2 separate regions of the Mus musculus genome follow, and region 1 is linked to region 2. Evidence: chromatin contacts called from public Hi-C data. All regions are on one chromosome and are shown on one strand. Each heading gives the region's core, a stretch centred on a gene start, on an enhancer-like site or on the middle of the called end of the contact. The rest is flanking DNA. Distances are from core to core; before and after follow the strand shown.

Evidence for each region. A called contact is a pair of places that touch in the nucleus more often than the background predicts.
Region 1: a Hi-C map of adipose-derived mesenchymal stem cells shows a contact between it and region 2, with 1.7 times the contacts expected there. The contact joins two enhancer-like sites. A contact is called at or near these places in 5 of 484 Hi-C or Micro-C datasets (adipose-derived mesenchymal stem cells, macrophages, nephron progenitors and 2 more) and 4 of 115 datasets of contacts at active chromatin or transcription factors (embryonic fibroblasts, embryonic stem cells, pancreatic cancer cells and 1 more).

What each region holds. Positions count from the first base shown.
Region 1 is chr15:41,025,408-41,031,059 of GRCm38.p6, forward strand. The region is part of intron 5 of Zfpm2 (zinc finger protein, multitype 2); the gene reads left to right. Among named protein-coding and RNA genes, the nearest start is that of Gm46502, 150 kb to the right of the region's middle. Within about 2 kb of position 3,089, at least 42 of the 459 cell types and tissues checked have an H3K27ac peak or open chromatin away from gene starts, as enhancers often do. A contact at or near this core is called in adipose-derived mesenchymal stem cells, embryonic fibroblasts and pancreatic cancer cells, where this site is marked.
Region 2 is chr15:40,955,052-40,960,598 of GRCm38.p6, forward strand. All of the region lies in intron 5 of Zfpm2 (zinc finger protein, multitype 2), which reads left to right. Among named protein-coding and RNA genes, the nearest start is that of Gm33353, 220 kb to the left of the region's middle. Within about 2 kb of position 3,275, at least 55 of the 459 cell types and tissues checked have an H3K27ac peak or open chromatin away from gene starts, as enhancers often do. A contact at or near this core is called in adipose-derived mesenchymal stem cells, embryonic fibroblasts and pancreatic cancer cells, where this site is marked.

The sequences.
Region 1 (5,652 bases), core at 1,839-4,338, 70 kb after region 2:
CCCAGCACAGACTTCTTTGATCACTGTGCTAGGAAGCTAGGATGTGGAGAAATGCCCACTGGCTATTAATGAATATATAACTTCTACCCATATTACATTTGACAAATCAAGTCAAGCTTAATTCAAATGTGGGTTAGGAAAAGCAATTTCTTTTTAATATTCATGAAAGGGAAACAGAACCACTTTCTATGTTCAAATGGAAAGACATGCGGGGAGGAGGGGGTAACCATTTCTACTCTTCCAAAACTCTGTAGGAAATATAGTTTAAGTTCAGGACTGGAACCATGCCATAAGCTAAATCTCATAAAGCTTGAAAACACAAGGCAGGGTGCGTGTGCTCGTATGTGTGTTTGTAAGCATTGCGTTTCTATATTTGTAGTGGTTTTGAAAGAGCTCTCCAAAGCCCTTGCTTATGATACCCATAAGCATTGATGCCCACCGTCCTATGTGGATGGTCTTGTGGCTTCTTGTAACTTCTCTGTGTCCTGCTCTCTGCATCATTAAAAGGGAAGCTAGGTTGCAGTGTGCATGTACACTAGGGCCCTTCTCACCCACACCCCCAGCAGAGTGAGTGCTCTCTACATTCTAGCCCCATGATGGTGTATTTCTCTCTTTCCCTATTTCCACTCAGCTTCTCACCAGCCAACCTGAAGCTTTGTTACCATTTTGGGCTCTGACCTTTGTCCCTGTACTCTCTCTCTCTCTCTCTGTGAGCTTTGTGGGATTTTTGTTTGTTTGCTTGTTTGTTTTACCATAAACCTGTAACTTTTCAGTTGTACAAGGTAACAAAAGGCATTTTGAACAGATTTTCAAACAAACAAACAAAACAACAAGGATATTGGATGCACAAAGACCAAAGCAGTTAATGCCCCTTTCCTAAGGAATTGGTCAAATCTTTATTGTATTTTTATAGCTGTTTCCTGATTTCACTATTAAAAAACATTTATACTCTGTACTTTTGAGCTAATTTTCTGACATAGAGTACATCATTCACCCAATGACTATAACTCAGATTCATGCCTTAAATATTCTTGGATAATTAGAACTCCATTTAAGAGACTACTGTGTAGTGGTTTACCTAACGCATAGGGCAGATTGTATCCTTGTGAGGATCCTCCACAAACTAGCCGAAGTTCCCATTTCTGTGTATGCTATGTGCTCTTTCTTACTATGACATATATATACATGTATATATATATATATATATATAGAGAGAGAGAGAGAGAGAGAGAGAGGGAGGGAGGGAGGGAGACAGTTCCCATTTCCATGTATTCTGTGTGTTCTTCCTTTCTATGACATTTTAAGCTCCTCAGATAGTAAATTTGGTGAAATTCAAAATCCATGATGTGAAGTTAAAATAAATTAAATTGTAATAAATAATAATTCTATTGCTTTTTAATTATTTTACTCATCTGTGATTTAATATTTTGAGTTTGTTTGAAACCATTATGTCAGCATAGTAAATATATACATGCATACATACATATATACATACATGCATACATACATACATGCGTACACATACACATGTTGTCTATGAAGGTGTATCAGCATCACATTGCTAGATTAAATTTGGCCATGGTAATGATGTTTGTTTTATGTAAATTGGCACAAGCTACAAACTGAGTATTATTTGTTTCTTACCTAGAGAAATCAAGAGAATTGTTTAAATAATGTCAGTTAAACTTTACAATGTTCCTTATCTAGCTAGCCCACTGGGAAAAATGCAAAATTTAGAGAAAATCACATTGTGGTATTTAAAGGTCTGACCTTGTCCCATGAAGTCACTGCTCATCCCTAAGGCAAGCACTATGTTCTGATATATGTCTTTGGTGTTTCACTTTAGCCTTGCGAGGACACCAGAACAAGGGAGCAGCAGTCATATTAGAACAACAGCTGTCGGTCATCTACAACTTAGTCTGACTATGGAAACAAAAATTGCTCAAAGACCAGAAAGTGCATTCTAACTTGCTGTGCTGAGAGACAGCTATATGTTTTATTATTTGGTTTGTATTATGTACTACATGTGATTTCTACAAATATATTAGGAAGCCTTTATATGTGTGTCTATATACTCTCATTCATACATGTTTTTAGGGGGTCAAATAGTAAACATTTTATTAGGCTGTCATTGAAACTAAAGTTTATATATTTTAATGGTTTTGTTTAGTGATAAATAGCCACAGAGTGATAGAGCTAAATCCCAGTCTACATCTAACTTATTCAGTTACAATTTTTTTTGTATTGTCAAAATGTGGTTTTCAGACAATCTGCTCCAGACTCCTCTGCTGAGAGGAGGCCTGTAGATTTCTCAGACCTTGATCCAGACCTCCTGATTCAGAAGTTCTGGGGTTTGGGCCAAGAAGCCTACAATTTCCTATTCAGTCCACCTGAGCTATATGTAGCCTCTAATATAATATGTATTAATAAATTATAAATATAATATTATTGTCTTTTCTCTCAAAGACAGAATGGCTAAATTCTCAAGTAGTTTTTCATAATCTGAAACCATGTCCATTTGGAGGTCAGGGAAAAGGGACGCTAGCAGGCAAAATGACTTCTCTTGGTTTGACTTGTAAGAAGTAACTTGTAGCATGTATTCATCTGTTTATGTGACTTTCATTAACATGCATATATGTGAAGAAATATATACGCCCATTGTGTTATACATGATATGTTAGTGTATGTGACTCATATACTACATGTGATAATACTGGGTCAGGTATGTTAATAACGAAGCAGTGCCCCGCAGAGCCCCTCTAACACACTTTCCATGATTTACAGGAAGTCTTCTAAACCTTGTGTGAGATCATGTGTTCCTATTATCAAGAATTTCCCAGAAGGGATGTATTCTCTAAGATCCCTTGATTTAGTCAAATCTGGACGCCCAAAGAAAACATGTAGCTGCCTTGTGTGCTTTTTCACAAGTCTAAAAGAGTCGGAGTGACTTCCTGAGGTTTGCAGTCTCATCCCCTCTCACCGTGTATCAACTCCCTAAGAGTTTTAAAGAATGCAGCACAACAGGGGAGTCACTTAAGGCAGCAAATTCATCTCCACCAATGCTGAGCCTCCTGTGACAATGGATTAATCATCAAAGTCGATTACTCTGTCACATTCTCCAAGGGTGAAATCACACATCTCACCACTGGTGTGTGGAGCAGGCATTGCCTTCATCTTCCTGGCACAGATACAAACTGTGAGCAACTTTTATGCGCTGCAGACTTGGAAGTGCTGATACATTTAAAAGAGAGCTGCCTTTCCAGCATCACCTGCCCTGTGGCTGCTGAAAAATTATACTCCGTGCATGTCTCTCAATATTCCCCACTGATAGGTCAGCAGCTATTACAAAACTGCCCTGATAAGAATCTGCTGGGAGCGTCAAGGATCGAATTAACCCAAATGGAACCACTGAGTCAGAGGAAAGCAAAGAGATGAAGCCGAATGGCTAACAGCTCTTTCTTTTCAGAGTGTTTATATCACAGCCTCCCTTCGTGACAAAAAAATCAAACTCTTAGTCTTTTGTATAAGATTGTGCTCGTCATCCCTGGGCTCAGTCACTTCCATGTTCTCTGATAAGAGCTGCGTTGTCATTGCGTCTAATACTCGTCTTACATTATCTGCGTTCCCCTCCCCTGTTTCCATTTATTTCAACTCCACTAATAGGTTACTCAGTCCTTTACATTAGAAACCATGACAGTGTTTTCCATAGTCTCCATCATACTCACCTTGGGGTGGATATTTTACCAATTCTTGTCAGATAGCTGTTAAATTACGTGGAATGGTGTTCCTAGACTTCGGTGGTGGTTAGGGTTTTGTTTCATTTGTTTGTTTGTTTTCTTTTCTTCTTTTGAGACATGTTACTAAAACGATCTACAGTCTTGCACAGTAGGAAAGGAGGATGGCTTTGAACTTGAGATTCTCCTGCCTCTACTCCTGAACACGAGGTCTGATGGTTCTTTAGATTGGAGTCAAAGCTTCCTGCGTGATGAGTAACGGCTGATCCCCAGAGAAATATTGATTGAATTATTGAGTATTCATTACAGAAAAAAATGTCCATGATTAATACACGAAATCAGAGTATGAGTGAGTGTATTAGCAACACACCTTGAGCTTTGTTTGTTTGGATTTTATTTTCTTTCATGCTTACACAACATAGTCCTTCGGTCTCAGTGCAGCATAAATGAGTTGTAGTTGATTGCATAGGCTCCGAAATGGTCAGTTCTACCTCATACCGTGGGTAGAAGGGAGCTATATTGGACTGTGAGCTCCTAGACTCCTGATTATATACTTACTGTGGAGCCTGACTTTGGACTATAGACAGTAGCATACTGTATAAACATGAATAAACTATACAACTTAATTTTATTATCTGTAGAATAATATCAGCAGGGTCTGAAAACTTAGTCACCAAATATGTGAGATCATAATTAGTCATAGTAATCCTGGCAAAAACATTGGGCCTCAATAAATATGTTGTTCCCTGATTGTAGGTTGGCGCCACCTGGTGGTCGCTGCTCAGCCTCGCTCATGCCTCTAACGGGGTTGAGGGTGTTGGGGCTAAGGAGGAGACAGCTAGAGTCCAGGAGACAATTTGAGTAATCTTTGGTTAGTTGATACCAGGATTTTCTGCCTGATGGAGAAAGATTAGTCCTGAAGAAGAATCCTCACATTTCATGAGAACATGAGAGCTTTACTGTATATCCATTTTCAAGCTGTAGGAAGATGAAAAATGAAGCCATTCACCCATCTGATGGTAGCTGTGTTTATCTAACCATCTGGCACATTGTTCAAAGACATGATTGTACTCTGAAGGCTTGTACTAAAAAGCACAAGTGAAATTATGACTTTCAAAAGGCTTTCTGTAAGTTCAAAGCATTGATGGAAGAAACATAAACAAACAAGTAACGTACAGTTCTCATTTTTCTAGAGGAAATTGTTCAGTGTTAATCATAAATGTAATATAATTTTGTACCTTTTCACTTTATACATATATATTTCCATTGTATTGGGTCCTTGCCTTGATTCTGTCTTCACAAATGTCTTTTCAAAATGGAAACTGCCTTAGTTCAATCTTTGCAATCCTCCTGTTTATTTCCTCACAGTCATACCTCATTGTACTATAAGTTTGTATCCCCTGTCTCGCACATGATTTTTGTCTTCACTTGACAAGACCCAGTTAGTTGTCAAGAACTGATGTATTAAAGATGATCCGTTGATAAAAGTCAGATTCTAGCCAACACCCAGGATCTACTGCTGTGAAATATACTACTCCCATGTCACTCCCATTGCCTAAACTATATGTGTCCCCAAACCACTCTTGTAAGATTGGTTTTTTAGCACCTGTGATGTTCAAGTATACATTGTCTTCAAATCTGTAACAATCTCCCTGATATCAGTTGCAAAGCTTACATATTTACCCAAACACAATTTAACTGACAACTGAGTTGAAGGCAAAGGTAGTAATGTCTGACTTAGCTTTGCCTTCAGCTTAGTCGTCAGTTAAATTGTGAAGTTAGTAATTGAGATGTTTCAAGGTGATAATGTGGTACGTTCATTCTGTGATAGTTGGAAGCATTGGTGGTTCTACACTAGTTCTTTGATATAAATTTGACCACAGCAGTGCACCCCTTCCATGACAAGTCAAACAAAAGG
Region 2 (5,547 bases), core at 2,025-4,524:
CTTGGTTGGTGTGCTTTTCCTCTTAGTTGTATGGGTAGCTAGCTGCCTATTGTTAATTCTCTGATTCCCTTCTTAGGCACAATCAACCAAAAAGCATATACCTTTTGAAATTTAGCACTTTGTGTCTAGGCGCATGCTTCGGGAAGCACTATCTTGCTGTCAGATTCCAGAAATCATGCAGGATGAGAAGGGAGCTGAAAACCTTTGCAAAGCCCACATTCTGCCCCATGATGCTTTGTGAAGGGCAGAAGGCTAACAGGGAAGAAGGAGCCCCATGGCTGGCAGAGTGCTGCCTTTGATTTGCTCAGTGTGACATCAGCCTAGCCAAGGTCTTGTAGCTACAAAAGGACCTGCAGTTCAGTGATGACACATCAGGAGACAATTCTCATTGAGACAGGAATGTGGTCTTGTGTATTGAGTTTTGCAGGCTGGGGTATGGGGGTTATAGCCTTGTGTGTTTTTTCTATCTTTAAGTTACCGACTAGCTCAGCATTCACACAGAGACCTCCCAAGTCTCACTTCTTCGTGAATATTGCAAAGCCTTTTGCTTCTCATGTTTCATTTCTTTCGGCTTTCTTTTTTAACCAAATAGACCTACTGAGATCAAAGATTTGTTTGCTCATTGAACCCAGAAACTATGAAAGCATACAAGGGAGCAAGCAAATAAGCATCTCTATCCATATATTAACATATGAAACACTAATCATTACATCAAAGACTCTTAAAAACTTGCTAGAAACAATTACAACTTGTTCCTATAATCATTACAATTTGTACATTTATAAGAGGATTGCCTCCAAACTACCCTGTGCCTTTGAAAGTTGAAACACCAGAAAGAGGGAATTTGCAAGCTAACCAGGGTCTGATTATATTCCATTCCCTTCCATAATTGCTGGTCACAGAGCCACCAGTTTTCTAACTTGAAATATCGGTGATATTCTGACTGTATCTTTTACGTAAAAGAGAAGTGAGAATTCTTTTGTCTGTGTCACTATCACGTGTCAGAATAGAGTATCATGAGTCAATGTACAAGTCTGTACATACTGAATCCCGGTTTGGAGAAGTTCTTGGTGGATCAGACCCATTACGATGATTAGATTTCTATTGGCCAATCATAACTGATCTTCACTGTAGGGATACAGTAGGAAAGGATAGTGTAAATAGCCTTCCTTTCAAATGATCCAAACCCAATGCATTTATATCTGGAATTATTTTAAGGAATATAATTCTTAATTAAAATTATAATTCCAGAGTCATTTCAGTCTAGTGCTTTAACTTGAGCATTGAACACAATTTTGTCTTTGTATTATAGTTGTCTATTCTTCAAGCTGTTTGTCAATAAGCATGTTCTGGAAAATCTTCAGAAGATTATTATTTATCATCAATTAACTCATAAAACATGTACCAAGTCTAACCATGTACTAGTTTTGTACATTGATGGCCATTATTTTGGGGCACTCCTTAGGTCCTCTTTACCAATCTTGTAACAAATCATAGACACTTCTCCTCTTGATTATCATTGTCTTTCTTATGATGAATTGTTATGTTCCAAAAAAGCAGATGCAAGAAGTTAGCTATTTCTCTTTCCTATCCCATCTACTGTCTATTTACTGAGAATAAGGAGTATGCTGTATTCATTCTCTGCCATTGACCAGGCAATCTCTCTGCACAAACAAAGTGGAAGGAAGGAAGGAAAAAAGGGAGGAAGGAAGGAAGGAAGGAAGGAAGGAAGGAAGGAAGGAAGGAAGGAAGGGAAGAGATATTAATTGATGGGTTGGATAGATGACTTGCTGCAAATCACTGCAATAGGCATATCACATAGAAGGTTTTCAAATAATGAATATCATGAATTGCTGTTCCTTTTTTCTTTCTGGCTGTTGAAGGCTACTCACCAGTGTTGAATTTATAAGACTTATACTTGACCTGCAATGAACCCTTTAGTGCATCATTTCCTCTCATCCTCTGTGACATACCAGATATGTGTCTCTGTTTTACAAAAGATAGGTAAGAGAACTAGTTAGGTAAGTTGTGGATTGTGGTCATGAAGCTGATAAACGTTCATTTAGCATAAGGTTTATTTCTACACACTAAAAGCTATCCTCTCTATAAGAAGCCTTAAGACATTTCATGTTTTCTCCACTTTCTGCATGAGATTGGGAGAGACCAAATAATGTTCTGCAGTCATACAACCTAACAAATAGAGGCAAACTTTAATCCAGGTCCTTGCTACTCCAAACCCTGTGTTCTTTGTGCAATATGATCCTACCTTTCTCTATCCAACCATTTCATCATAAGTTCCTTCAAAACAATCAGATCATGATACCCTAAATTCATAAAGAATATATCTTAAAGTATAATATTTCTCCCCAAATATGCTGTAGGATCCTAAAATTAAAGAAGAGCCAATGACCAAATACTTGCTGCATGTTATAATTAGTCTTGAAAACTCACCATGTATGTTGGCAGTAATGCTTGGCCGATTACTGCAGTCATTGAAAATGTATTTTAGTTCTCCTGCAGTTAGTGCCATAACAGTGCTTTCCTGAGTAACAAACTTTGGGAAACCACATCAGGCTACCCAGGTCTCTCCCAAGGCTTCAGAAAGGATTGAAGGTAATTTTGAGTACTCAGATTGACACTGGAGGGGGCAGAGTATCCTGAGTTTCTGTGAGTCGTAGAAAAATATAGAAATAAGTCTTGTGGTTTTATAGGTTCTGACCTCTGTGTGTCTCGGTCCCTCTGTCTATCTATCTCTCTGTTTTTGTCTTTCTTTGTCTGTCTCTGTCTGTCTCTGTCCCTGTATCTATCTATCTCTCTGTCTGTTTCTATCTCTCAGTCTGTCTCTGTGTTTGTCTCTGTCCATCTGTCTATCTGTCTCTCTGCCTGTTTCTGTCTCTGTCAGTCTCTGTCTCTGTGTCTGTCTCTGTTTCTGTGTTTGTCTGTCTCTCTGTCTCTGTCTCTGTCTCTGTCCCTCGGTCCATCTGTCTTTCTGTCTCTGTCTATGTCTGTGTGTGTGTGGTATATATATGTCCATGCAGTATATGTGTGTATGGTGTATGTATAGTGCATTTTTGTGGAGAATAGAGGGTACAATCTTCTTGTATAGCTGAGACTACAGGAATATCCTGGAGTTTAGGAACAGCTTGATCCAGTTGCCCAGACTCTATTTTCAGTCTGCTTCTGTCTTCTGACTTCCCTTCCTTGTATAAGCAGCTAGGAAGTGGCGGCTAGCTCCAGACTTCTTCTGCCAGTACAGTAACACCAGTGAAAACATGACTTTTGAGCAATATAGAAACAGTGACTCACTATGACTCTCACTAGCATTCCTATGCTATGCTGGAAGCCTAAAAGAACTAGCTGGACATGAGCCAGTAGCGTCATAAAAACTAGTAACTTAAATACAGCCTTGGAGCTGTTGCCACAGCACGGGGTTGCCTGTGGCAGTGTCCAGGTACCTGAACATATGGACCATCAGTGCCAAAGTCTTTTGAGCTTTCACTAAGGAAAAAATATAGGTTCCTGCCGACATTTCTGTTTTCCTTATTTGTTTTCCTGCCAAACACACACATACACACACTACTTGTGAATTCTGTGTCAATACCATTACCACAGGACCCAACTATCTCAGAGCATATCATTAAATAAAATATAAATTTTGTATGTATAGCATTTTATAAAAGTGGTTTAACTGGGAAAATTTTAGTAGTGTTTGTTAAAGAATAAAAATAGGCTTCATCCTGTTACTATTGATGACTCAGACTTACTTAAAATACTGTTAAATATAGCTAATGCCAAGAATAAATATAACTATAAAGCTTTTATTTTCTAAGCATCCATAAAATAAGTATTTAAAAGTCACATTTTTGTCACTTACAGCTATTTGACAAGCTGGAATCGTTCTATTTAGCCAAAAGAAAAGATAAGACAGTTTTTGACATTAACATTCCTAATCTGATGTGTTTTTCCTGCCTCAACTATCCCATGTCCTTCCAGAAAGTAATTAGGTCATCCAGACAGTGAAAGGCCAGGTTTGTTGGTCATCTGTTTGTCGCCATTATTCTCAACAGACCCCAGATAATTCTCATTTCCTTATCTCCAGAGGCAACACACTCAACAGCCCCACACTGGAGTTAAAGAGTACACTGCTGGAGAAGTGTGCATGCTCCAATGCTACTAAAACCCACCACCTAAGTACTCTCTTCTTTCCATGGAGTAGGAGGCATGGCTACTTTTCTATGAAAAATATGAGAGAACTAATCGGAATATTCAAAGCTAAACTTTTAGTTTCTTCTGTATGGTGTTTGTTTCAATCATCTCAGTTTCAAAGTTTATTTTCATGCAGGTATTTCTAAATAACTCACTCACTAGGTCTCTGTACTAAGTCAAAATGCCAATCAAAATAATGAAATACTATTAAATAGCCCTCATTTCCCCTTACTACTGATTCTTTTATATGTGAGAGCATGGTATCATTGTAAAGGCTCTACATGAATTCAACGCCAATCACGTACCCTCTCTAGACACTTGTTTTCATAGCCTTCCATGGTACAGTGTTCCAGTGGCTTCTTGGTGGAATTTTTATGGGGAAACACCTAGACTGTCTGTGTGTGTTAAGACAACTGTAATACCCCTGATTACTATCCATTCAACCAAGTCTACCGTTAGGGTAAAAAAAAAAAAAAAAAAAAAGTATGAGTTAGCAGACAATAGCACCAGGCCTTTGTGATGATGTATAAGAATACATGCCTATCTGTTATTTAAGAAGGAACAATTCTATAGCTTTCACTAAGTAGCACTGAGTCTACTTATCTAGCCTTAAAAATATATCATAAACTCGGAGACCTGATGCCTTAAGAAACCATTGACTTTGTTATTAATAGGACACAATGTTTCCCTGTTTTTAACATTTATTTGTTTATTTGTGTACCTGTTTGTATATAATATTTGTGTGAGTGGTATGGAACACATGTGCTATGACACACATTAGCGGTCAGAGAACACATGTAGGAGTGGATTCTCTCATTTTGATCTTTGATTCCAACAACTGAACAATCTTATATTAGTGTGATTATTAATGTGATGATAATATTAATACTAATAATAGCTGTTCATCAGGCATTAAACTTTTTCTACTCTACACACTGTTCTCATTGTTTTCAATCCTGTTTATTATTCCAACATCTGCATGATACAAGCAGAATAATTCTATTCTACAGAGGAGAAAGCTGCAGCTCAGAAGCATGAAACTCAGCAATACAAGTAGCTCCTGTAATAAGAAGCTGGCATTCAGTCTCAGGACTAGTTTCATGACTATTTTTTTTTAAAGAGTTGGTACGGCTTTTGAAGCCACCATTGTCTAGCGCAAGATTATAGGTTATTGTTTTTTCTTTGACATATTGACTAATGCTTCTCAGTGATGTTATTTTTTCTTCCTTTGGTTTGTCTTTGAAGAGGAAATGCTCAAAAACAGAAAGGGCAGCGATCGCACAACCTATGTTAATCAGATTAATATTCAAAGTTCCAAGCTGTACTTGTATACACATTTAG